Regions from separate parts of the Cricetulus griseus genome. Here region 2 is linked to region 1. A link is a contact called in public Micro-C data. All regions are on one chromosome and are shown on one strand. Each heading gives the region's core, a stretch centred on a gene start, on an enhancer-like site or on the middle of the called end of the contact. The rest is flanking DNA. Distances are from core to core; before and after follow the strand shown. Region 1 overlaps LOC118238309 (a long non-coding RNA gene). Region 2 has its middle 27 kb from the start of Mir31.

Region 1 (5,069 bases), core at 1,188-3,687:
TTTTTATTAAAATAAATATAGATCCTTCCTTTCTAAGAAACACTGAAGTGAAATTATTTCTCTATAATGGTTCCCATCTAGAAAAAAAAAAAAAAGCATATTCCTCAGACATAAATACTTTCTGAGCACCCACCACCTGCACCATACTGTGTTAGCACTTGCTGAACTCACTAAAATCTGATAGTTTGTGGAATTCCCAACAGCAATATATTTCTCTCAAACCAACGAAAGTAGACATTCATAACCTTTCAGGGTTACTCATAACCTATTTGTGTTTACTTTTAAGAGGTGTACAGACACAAGATTATTCCATTTCCTTCTGTGCTGTTCAAGGAGAGACGGTATGAGCCCAGCTTCCGGATGTTGAATCATATGACTTGAACCAGAGGTCAGGTAAAGTGGTGGTCAACTTCAGGTTCCAACCTGCAAAACAGCCCACCTCTGGAAGCCTAGTCATTCAGGGAGGTGAGCGTGCCAGACACCACAAACCCAGACTTGCTGGTAGAGGCCCCTCAAGCCAAACAGCAGCACAGCCAGTAAAGGGTGGTGGGAGGTAGAAAGCAAGCTCGAGGCTGGCAAGGGGGCGGAGTGAGTCACTTCTTTGATGTGGAGTGGTTATTACAAACACAGCAAAGGTGAGCAAGCATTTCCTTCCCCTGACTACTGTGACTACTGGTGTAGGAAACTGAGTCATGGGCTAGGACAGCTTTAGAGTTGCAGGAGAGGAAAATTCTTATTTATAGTCTAACATCAATTTTACTAAGATGCATTTTGTCAATCTGGTAAATCTGCAGTCTGCCTTATGTGGATAAGCCAGTTTCCTACTTATTTGCAAAATATTTTCTCACTGTTCTTTTCTTAGTAAAGATGCTCTTTGAGAGTTGTATACACTCAACCTGATCCTTTATAGGTAATGATTATTTAAAGAAATGCATTCATTTTGTAATTTCAACACTAGGAAGGTAGAGACAGGAAGATCAGAAGTTCAAGGTCATCCTCAGATAAAAGGCAAGTTCGAGGTCAGCCTCACCTATAAAAGAACCTGTCTAAGAAAAAGGAGATGGGAGGAAGAAAGAGAAGAAGAAAGAAAAGAACATAAATTCTTAACAATACATCCAAAATGTTGGCTCACATCAGTCAGAATAATGATATAAGACTTTCAGAGAAAGTATCTGTGTGAATTATTGCATTTCCTTCCCTAAGACCAGGCTTAATATTACCTCCTTTCATCTCTTTTATAAATATATATTTTAATTTCCTAACCAGCAAAAAAAAAAAAAATGCCTAAGTTTAAACACTATTTACCTGAAGCAGAACAGAGCAAGAGGGTCTATTCTGAGTAGAGTACATTGATTTCCTTGTTATCGTTGGTTAAGAATTTCATCAAATTGCAGGCCCTAAACTAGCCCGGTATTTATAAGTCAGCCATAGTTTGGTGTTCTTAGTTTTGCCTGGCTAGGGCACTATACTCACAGAAACGCTCTGTGATTTTATGAATGATTATATTTGTTACTTTTTACATCACTGTCACAAACTTCCTAGCAGAAAGGACTTGAGGGAGGGTTTATTTTGGCTAGGGACGGCCTGGTGTGGGGCAGGGGAGGCACAGGGCCAGGTGGTTCGCCTGCGATAATTGGAGTTTGCAGCAAAGCTTGCTTACATCTTAGAAGAACAGGAAACAGCTTGTTAGAGCCAAATACAGAGGGGAGTGCAGTTTCCAAAGACAGAGCCACTTCTGCTCACTGGGCCACAGTACCACAGGTTCCACAACCTTCTAAAACAGTGAGTTGTCTGTGGCAATGCTGAAATATGTGAACCTTACCGCAACAGAGACATCATTTGTTTATTTGACTTTATTAGAAAAAGACTAGATGTTCACTGCTGGAACCGTATCATCACTCCTTCCTTCCACGGTGCCACAAAATCTTCAGTGTAAATAAATCACAAATTGAAAGCTCAAATCACAGAAGAAAAAAAATGATGGCTTATAGACTTATCCATTTTCTTATTAATTGTTAAAAGTAATAATAGTAATAATGCCAGAGTCTGCTATAGCCATCAGGAATATAGCAAAACCAAATAGGAACTCACAGGGAAAAAAAGCAACATTTGTTTATGTTAATGGTGGTAAGTGCTTTTTAGCAAAACCAATTAACAGAAGGGTAAGGAGCAGGAAGAAGGGGTGTAATTTCAAATGGGGTGACCTGGGAAGTCTCACTAAGAAGGTTGCATCACAATTACGGTAAACTTGACCCTCAGTAACTACTGAAATCCAGAAATTGTTCTGGACTGATGGTGAAATCCACAAGGTTTGAAAATGATCAAGTGACCTACATGAGGACAATTTTCTCTTGCATTAGGAATTATATCTTACCCACACCTTATGACTCAGAAGGTATTAATTTTTATCTTCCTAACTCTGGTAGCCAAATGTTAGGATTGAGTCAGGCAAATATTTCCCAAATGAGTTGTAGAATGTACCCTTACTCACGATAGCACCACTAAAACCAGCAGACGTGTTCCTGGGCGGTAGAAACTTGTGTCTGAGACATTTGCATATTTAGAGGTGTTTTTATTCCTTTAAAAGAACATGACTGAGAATCACTTTTATAGCTAACAAGAGCCAGAGTAACTCATGTTAAAGAATAGGATTTAATTGATAGTTTAGAAGTTGAAAACTTCTGAGTAAAAGCTAGCCCCAAAGCATTTCATGGTGAAAAAAAAGTTTCATAATTTCCTTAAAAATATTCCAGATGATAACTGATTGAACTTTAAAATATTGGCTTTGGTATATTTTTTTCCTCCCACGAAGAAAATGCTTGTAAGAGCAAAAAATCCATTCTAAGTGGCTCTGAGGGAGTTCATGTTTTGTTTAAGAATTGTGGTTTCTCTTGGCTAGCAAACATACAGAAATAGTTTCCCTGGTGTAAAACATTAGAATGACAGACTCTTGTTGGGAATGGATAGAAATAGACATAATTACAACTGTAACTACAGGGAAAAGAAGGCAAATGATCAAACATTTATTGGGCTTAAGCACAGTAAATTGTCAACTCCAAAAATCATGATTTGTTTAATAAAAGTCAATACCACTGCATTCATGTCCAAATCTAGAGAAAAGAGACTTGGAGCCAGATTGGTACACTGGGAGTTTGTTGGCACTGCTGCTGAGAGGGACGAGCCCGAGAAAATGAAAGTAGAACTTGGCAAACAAGAATGGATCCTGCAGTTCAGTAGTCCAAAGCCAACAGCCAGTCCCTTGTAGAATTTTGAAGGTGGGATGACACTTCAACATTCTGCTCAGCTGAGACAAGCGGTTCCCTTTGACCAAAGGCATATCTGAGGCTGGGAATTTATCCGTGACTTGTTACCAGCCAATGTGGCAGCCAGGACATGAATTCCATGGCTGTGAAAGAGAACTTGGAAGACCTCAGCATCTGCAGCAGACAGTACGGCTTCATCTCTGATACAAGAATGGTGAAAGATGCACGGACTTCACTGTGTCGCTGCATAGGTTGGAGTGTGGGGTGGCATGCCCTTTCAAAACTGAAAATCTGGAACCACATTGCAGTCTGCGTGTTTATTAAAGGCAGGTACAGCTAGCAACCCCACTTGGTCTGGTACAAAAGGAAACGCAGGTTCTCTTGTTCAAAAGGAGGAAGAAAGATGCTGCTGATGGTCCCAAGGCATACATTTTCTATTCCTTCTTGATGGGTGCTCTACATTTTAGGATGTTTCATTTGCTATTTAATGCTGTTCTAGATAAGAAAATTTTACTTTAAAATCGCATTTAGGATTTGTGCTAAGTGAGGTATAATCTGATCTTACCAGAAAACTGAACAAGGAAGCTGTGTGAAGAGTAGAGAGGGGGGTGGGAGACAAACAAACAAAAAGGTGTGTAAGAGTAGGGGGTGGGAACAGACAGGTATGTTAACTTTATTCATACGGTGATTTTTTTTTTACTTTCTATACATAATCTGCAATATTTTTTACATGCCTTAAATACACACAAAAATAATTTTTAAAATTCATGTATAAAAGGCAGACAGCTCGTATAGGCTTGTGCATTTTATTCTTGCTTGAACAGGGAAAGTGGATGTTTAGTCAATTGTTGTATTTAGTGTCCTCATAGAATCATATTTTACTAGTACTCTCTCCTTTCAACTTTGTAATTAAATGTGGACTTAAAAGCAACTCTGGATTGTCATAGCTCTTCCTTTCCTTTCTTGCCATAATTTTTAGTGTAAATGTCTGGCTTGTATGCAGACAACACAAGCACAGACAGATATGATAGTGTTTCTAGGGTACTATGTGTGCATGTTTTTCCTAACTGTGGATGTACTGTGTCCATCCATCCTTCATTACCAAGACTATGCCCTCAAACTATGAGCCAAAATAAATGCTTCCTGCCTTAAGTTTTATTTGTCAAGTATTTTGTCACAGAAAAGAGAGAAATAATATAGAAAATAGTTTCCAAGAGTGGTGTCCTTGCTGTGATAACAAACCTGACCATGTGGTTCTTAGCATTTTTAGGAAGTGGTTTGCAAGAAAAGTGTGAAAGAATTTGGAACTTTGGGATAGATAAGCCATATTAAGCATGGCTTAATGGAAGTTTGAGTGGCAGGAGTTTGAAAGACTAGAATGTCTTTAGAAAAGTCAAGAAAACGCAGATGGAGGTCTGGTTCATGAAGCTTCATGTAGAAACAAGTATGCTAGTGAGAGCTGGGCCAGTATATTCTGGCAAAGAATTTGACTCAAGTCCTTGAGCTAAACTGGAAAGTAATTGACTAATGTGTGTGGGGGGGGGGGTGGAGAATGTCAAGACCAGATATCATTCAGTCTGTTTCATGGTTTCTGCTCACTGCTAGTATCCAAGTCTACAGTGAGAGAAAGCAACATGGAAGCAAAGTGATGTAGAAAATGTGTCATTTGGTGAAGAAAGGAAGGAATCTAATATTGCTGACAAAGGGAGTGCTGAGAAAGTAGCTGTAACTATTAAAGATGTTACCACCATATGGTGGTTTAAATGAAAATGGCCCCATAGGCTCATAGGGACTGGCACTATTGGG
Region 2 (5,069 bases), core at 1,248-3,747, 120 kb before region 1:
TCCCCATAGCTATGCTTAGAGTTTTCCACCTCATCACAAACTTCCTCCCATTTTTTTTTTTTTTTTTTTTTTGATAACTCCCTAGGGTCTCCCTCATAGAAAAGCATGGAATGAAAAATAGCCAGAGACTCTGCCAACCAAGCAAGCATGTTAGGGCGCTTACATGTACAAATTAAATAACTGATCTTTCTACACATGTATTGCCACTGTTTAAAAGCCCCCAGTGAAGGCATAGCTCACAATTCAAAGATCTCAAATTTCACCATTTCTTACTTAGGCTGGCTCTACTCTAGATTCAACAGGTTTTTTTGTTTGTTTGTTTGTTTCCCACATTACAGAACTATGTTGTAACAAAGTTTCTCTCTCATTAAAACTTTTGAAACCTTTAGAGGTTACTTTTACTCAACTATTTGTGGTAGATACATCAAGAAGATGTCAACAATTTATTATGAGTTCTTTCTTATTTATGATTAGAGAATTATCTGCCCTAAAATGTCTTCATTCTATATTAGCATTTAATACTATACTTTATCCTAAAATGTTAACAATCAGTGACTACATTTTAGCCTTTTTGCAGTTTAAATTTAAGAGCCTCCACAATGTTCAGAGGCTAAAAATACTTAGACACAAGTAATGAAGAGAAATTGTGACTATGGAAAATTTAATGGTACCTAATCTCAAGAGGTCAATATACCCAGCAAAATACATCCTACAAAACCTATCACTGAAGAAAAGTGTTATTAAAGTAAATCAATTAATGATCTGTAATTACCCTAAATAGTTAACAACTGTCTTTAACTATAGCTTCAACTTTGGGCCAAATTAAGAAAGTTGATTTCAAACTAAGAGGAAAAAATGATACACAGGAAAATTGTTTTGCTTTCCATTTTTTCCACTTCTGTTTTATAAAGATGCTCAAATATTAAAAATTTCATAGCTTCTTTCTTACATTAACCTATTTAAAATCTGAAAACAAGCCAACCCCACGTCAGTCAAGTATTTTGTCACTACTACATACTCTTCAGAACTTACAAAACTTCACCCAGATTCTACTAGATACTTTTCAGGTTTCTTGCTTTCTCTCACATCTACCATGAAACCAATAGCTACATATATAATAAAGACCTAACACGATGTAAAGCAAAAAACTTCCATGAGGTCCACCCTCCAAAAAAAAAAAATTAATCACAAATCAAAAATGCCAATTTGGGGCCCAACCTAGTTTCCAAGAGGCTCTGCACGAATTACAAAGGAAAAGGAAGGCTAGCTATAGTACTTCTTTGGTAGGGAATGTGACTAAACATTATTCTTTTGACCCTTTTTTGATGATAAAAATCAAGATAAAGAACATGCCTACGGAATTAACTCTGGGGATACTGAAAAATAACCAGAATAAGAGTGGAAAAACAACTTTAAAAGTTAGCCCCCACTTCAACCAAACACAAACTCACTAAAGTTGAGAGTCACCTTTCAATCACTTCAAACAAAAATTAACTCAACAAAAACTATCTCAAAACAAATTATAAAACTGAGCCTTGTTGAAACTTCTGCCTACCAAGCATTTTAATCCACAGGTAATAAACTCTGCACAAAAACCTTACTTTTTTTTTTTTTCCTGCCCTAATTCCACTTCAAAGGTGCCAAGACTTCAATGAGGAAGCTGAAAGGCCCGATTCGGAATCCGCAAGGCACCCCCGGGTGTTTGTGGCCCGAGCCACAGACACTTGCTCCAACACTGGGTGCAGGTTCTGAGCCCCCATTCCTAGCCCTATTGCCTTTGGGGCAGGGACAAAGCTGTCCCCCTGAGAAGCTGAGGTGTTGGGGGGGGCACTTTGTGCCTGTTTCGCTGCCTTCTGCGTTGCCACTGCCTAACTAAGGGAACCCTGCAACAACTGTCTCCCTAGAGGAGCAGGGACTTTTCAGGTGGGGTCACCGAGAGAGGGTCGGCGTATTGGGAACACCCTTTTCCCACTGTGGCTGCTCTGAAAGCAGACGACACGTCCTGGTGAGGGTTTTCCTCGCGCGCCTGATTTCTGTTCACCCCCTCCCAGCCCCGAGGAGCCCGGAAAGTTTCCAAGCACCGGGAGTTTGAAGTGGTGCGTGGGCCGCACAGGGACGCCCCAGCCGAGAGCGCCAGTGACCATCGCGCTCCGGTTCCCGCGTGCTCGAGGATCGCGCGCGGCCCGGGCATATGGCCGAGCGCGGGTGACGGTGCAGGACCGCGCTCCGCTCCCCACGCGCCCTGCGGGGTCACCTCGTCCCTGGTCCCCCGGGTGCTCGCCGCGCGCCAATGCCCGCGCCCGCTTACCTGAGGCCTTTCCGAGCCCCGCGTGCGCGTCTTCATCCCGCGTTGTGCGCAGGTCGTAGACGCAGCGGGCTGTGCCACCTCCGCACGCCCACACCTGCCGCGCGGCCCGACGCCCCGCCCTGGCCCCGCCCCGAGAGGGACCCGGCCGCGCCTCCGCCCGGTCAGCTTTAGCTGCGCTCGGTGCAGCTCCCCAGCGCCGCGGCCTGGCAAGGACAAGATGGTCACCGCCCATGCTGCAGTCACCGCACAGCCACCTGCTTGAACCACAGCCCTCCGGACATATTGAAAGCTATGCCGCCAGGGGTCCTTCGGAGCCCTGTAGGGTGGCGACACCATCCCCCTTCCCCTGAGAGTCTAAACGACCTTCAAGGCCAGTGGGGGAATTCTACCATCCCTTATATTCGCGACACTGGCTGCGTCGAACCTCCACCCCCACCCCAACCCCCTGCTAGGTACCTATGCAAGCCCAGATCTCTGCTATTTTAGAGAGGGCTTGGCGCTCTGAATCTCTCTACTAACTTTCCCTTTGGATGAATGTTCCCTTTCTTTGTACTGCCATGTCTCTAAGAACATCATTTTTACTGTCCCGGGAGATTCGTGTTTAATAATATAGTGTATAAGCAGAGGTGTGTGCTTCCCTAGTCCTTTCTAACTAAATTTCAGCTACCTGAAGATAGAGACTAAGTTCCATCTTGGAAAATTTCAAGTAAATACAGAATTATATACACAGGGTTTTTGTCTGTGGTCTCTGCAAACGCAGCATGAGGCCTTTTACCCTCATGTAAGAGAGTGGAAATTGTCTTCTGCAAGTAAATGCAATTACATTTTAATAAAGGCTCCATTACCCCCAAGAAAAATTCTACAGGTGGGGTGCAGAAAGGGGACGAGCAGGATTCACAGTGATGTTTCATTAATTATATGATAACATCTCAGTGTAAAAATTATTTATTCAACCAAGATGAAAATTAATCACCAGATGTTCAGTAATGAAATGGTATTCATTGCTTAGCCAACTATAAAAAAGGCAAGTCAAGTAGGGTTAGTTTATTACACAAATTGCACTAACATGAGCACATATTTGAGTCCAAGACTTATGTGTGAGACTCAAGTTTAATTTTTCCTGATAAAGCAGGTGCATGAAATGTTTCTATCTTTTCTACACTGAAGTTATGTGTCAGGAGGTCAGGGCCTGATTAATAGTGTTCAGTACACAATAGTAGGAATCATTACACTTCACTTAAGATGGCTCTAATTCAAGACCCCCTTTTTGAAGAATGAAAACCCTCAAACTATCTCGGCTACGTTGATCAAGAAGTAAGAACAACAATTAAACACATTGTCACTATTAAAATAGTCCTGAAATTTTTGAAAGAAAATTAGCTTTCAAGTTTATACTGATTGTGCACAGGAAAAAAAAAATCAAATACTGCAAATGTGAAGAGAACGATTTAAAATGTGAATCCAGAAAGAGCTGTTTGTTTGGGGTGGGGGAGGGACATGTAGTTAAATCTATTTATGGAAAACCCAAAGCATTCTTTGAAGTGCAAATGTATTAATTCTAAATTTATTTATTGAATCATGATATCATCAGATTAGGTAGCCATTTAACACAATTCTTTTGGTGAAATGGGAAAAAAATCCTTTTATATGAATCCCACCAGGAAAGACTGTCAGAATACCCAATACATGAGTCAATGCAAGCACTTCATTTGTGGGACTTTTATAATAATAGTATAGATAAGATTTCCTAATTGCTTATGCAAAATTAGGTATCATGATACTTTGAACAGAAAGTAGTCAAAGAAGAGATGATACATCTCAAATAATAAATATCAATGTAAAGGAAAACAACCATCTGTCCTTCAGACTTTGAACCAGGAACACAAGTTGTTTGTCCCCAAACAAGTGCAAATGATGGCATCACCATTTTGAACACAGAAATAATGCACAAAGCATAGGAGAGAGGCGCTCATCTCTTCCATTAAAGTTCTGTTGAGCTTCTGACTGGAACATGCCAAATACCCATTCAGTGTTGGCCATTCATCCAACTGATGGGTAATGCTGCCAGTTTATTAGACTTTAAATATGATTTTAAGGAATATTTCTTTTTAGTGGAAAAAACTAAAAGACAACATAATAGATATCTATGCTTAGTGTTAACATCTGTTAAAACTAGGCTGTGGTGTAGGAATGTCTAAGAGTATTTTCAAAATGTCTTAAAGATAAGATTGAAGCAAATGAAAAAATATAATAGTGATGAATAAAACACTAAAGTCTTTCAAAAAAACAATTGTGGTTACTTGTTTGTCCTTATAAAACCTATGAAGTTGTCAGACATTTAAAGGAATTATCTTTCAGCTTTAGATGTAAAAAGAGGGGTGGAAGGAATATGTTTTGGGTTATGTGTGCAGTGAGAAATGAAAAACCCTAATGGAGACAATGTCATGTTTTTCCACATTAAATATCACAGGTAAATAGAAACAAGCTGAGGGTGTTATCTGACATTGCATCTTTTATTCCATGCTGAGTTTTAGAGTGTTTCTTTACACAATTAGTGTTATTGTCTCTAAACAGTAACTCAAAAACACATTTTGTCTTGTCTAATTTCCATACAGATGAATAGTAAAGAAATACATAAATTATTGAAATATACTGAGTGAGGAAGAAAAAGAACCATATCCAATTTTGTTCCTTATATGATTTTTTATAGAAACATGTTCAAAAAGTGTTTGTTTCATTCCATTACAGAGGAAATGGTCCA

The links. Hi-C and Micro-C count contacts between places; a contact is called where the count stands out from the background.
Region 2: a contact with region 1 is called in a Micro-C map of the CHO-K1 cell line, with 4 times the contacts expected there. The contact joins two enhancer-like sites. A contact is called at or near these places in 3 of 8 Hi-C or Micro-C datasets (the CHO-K1 cell line and fibroblasts).

What each region holds. Positions count from the first base shown.
Region 1 is chr2:59,049,054-59,054,122 of CriGri-PICRH-1.0, reverse strand. It overlaps LOC118238309 (a long non-coding RNA gene), which reads left to right. Exons shown (of 3, transcript XR_004768215.1): 2 at 1-465; 3 at 3,115-4,415. Among named protein-coding and RNA genes, the nearest start is that of Mtap, 89 kb to the right of the region's middle. Within about 2 kb of position 2,437, at least 2 of the 6 cell types and tissues checked have open chromatin away from gene starts, as enhancers often do. A contact at or near this core is called in the CHO-K1 cell line and fibroblasts, where this site is marked.
Region 2 is chr2:59,169,604-59,174,672 of CriGri-PICRH-1.0, reverse strand. No RefSeq gene overlaps it. Among named protein-coding and RNA genes, the nearest start is that of Mir31, 27 kb to the left of the region's middle. Within about 2 kb of position 2,497, at least 6 of the 6 cell types and tissues checked have open chromatin away from gene starts, as enhancers often do. A contact at or near this core is called in the CHO-K1 cell line and fibroblasts, where this site is marked.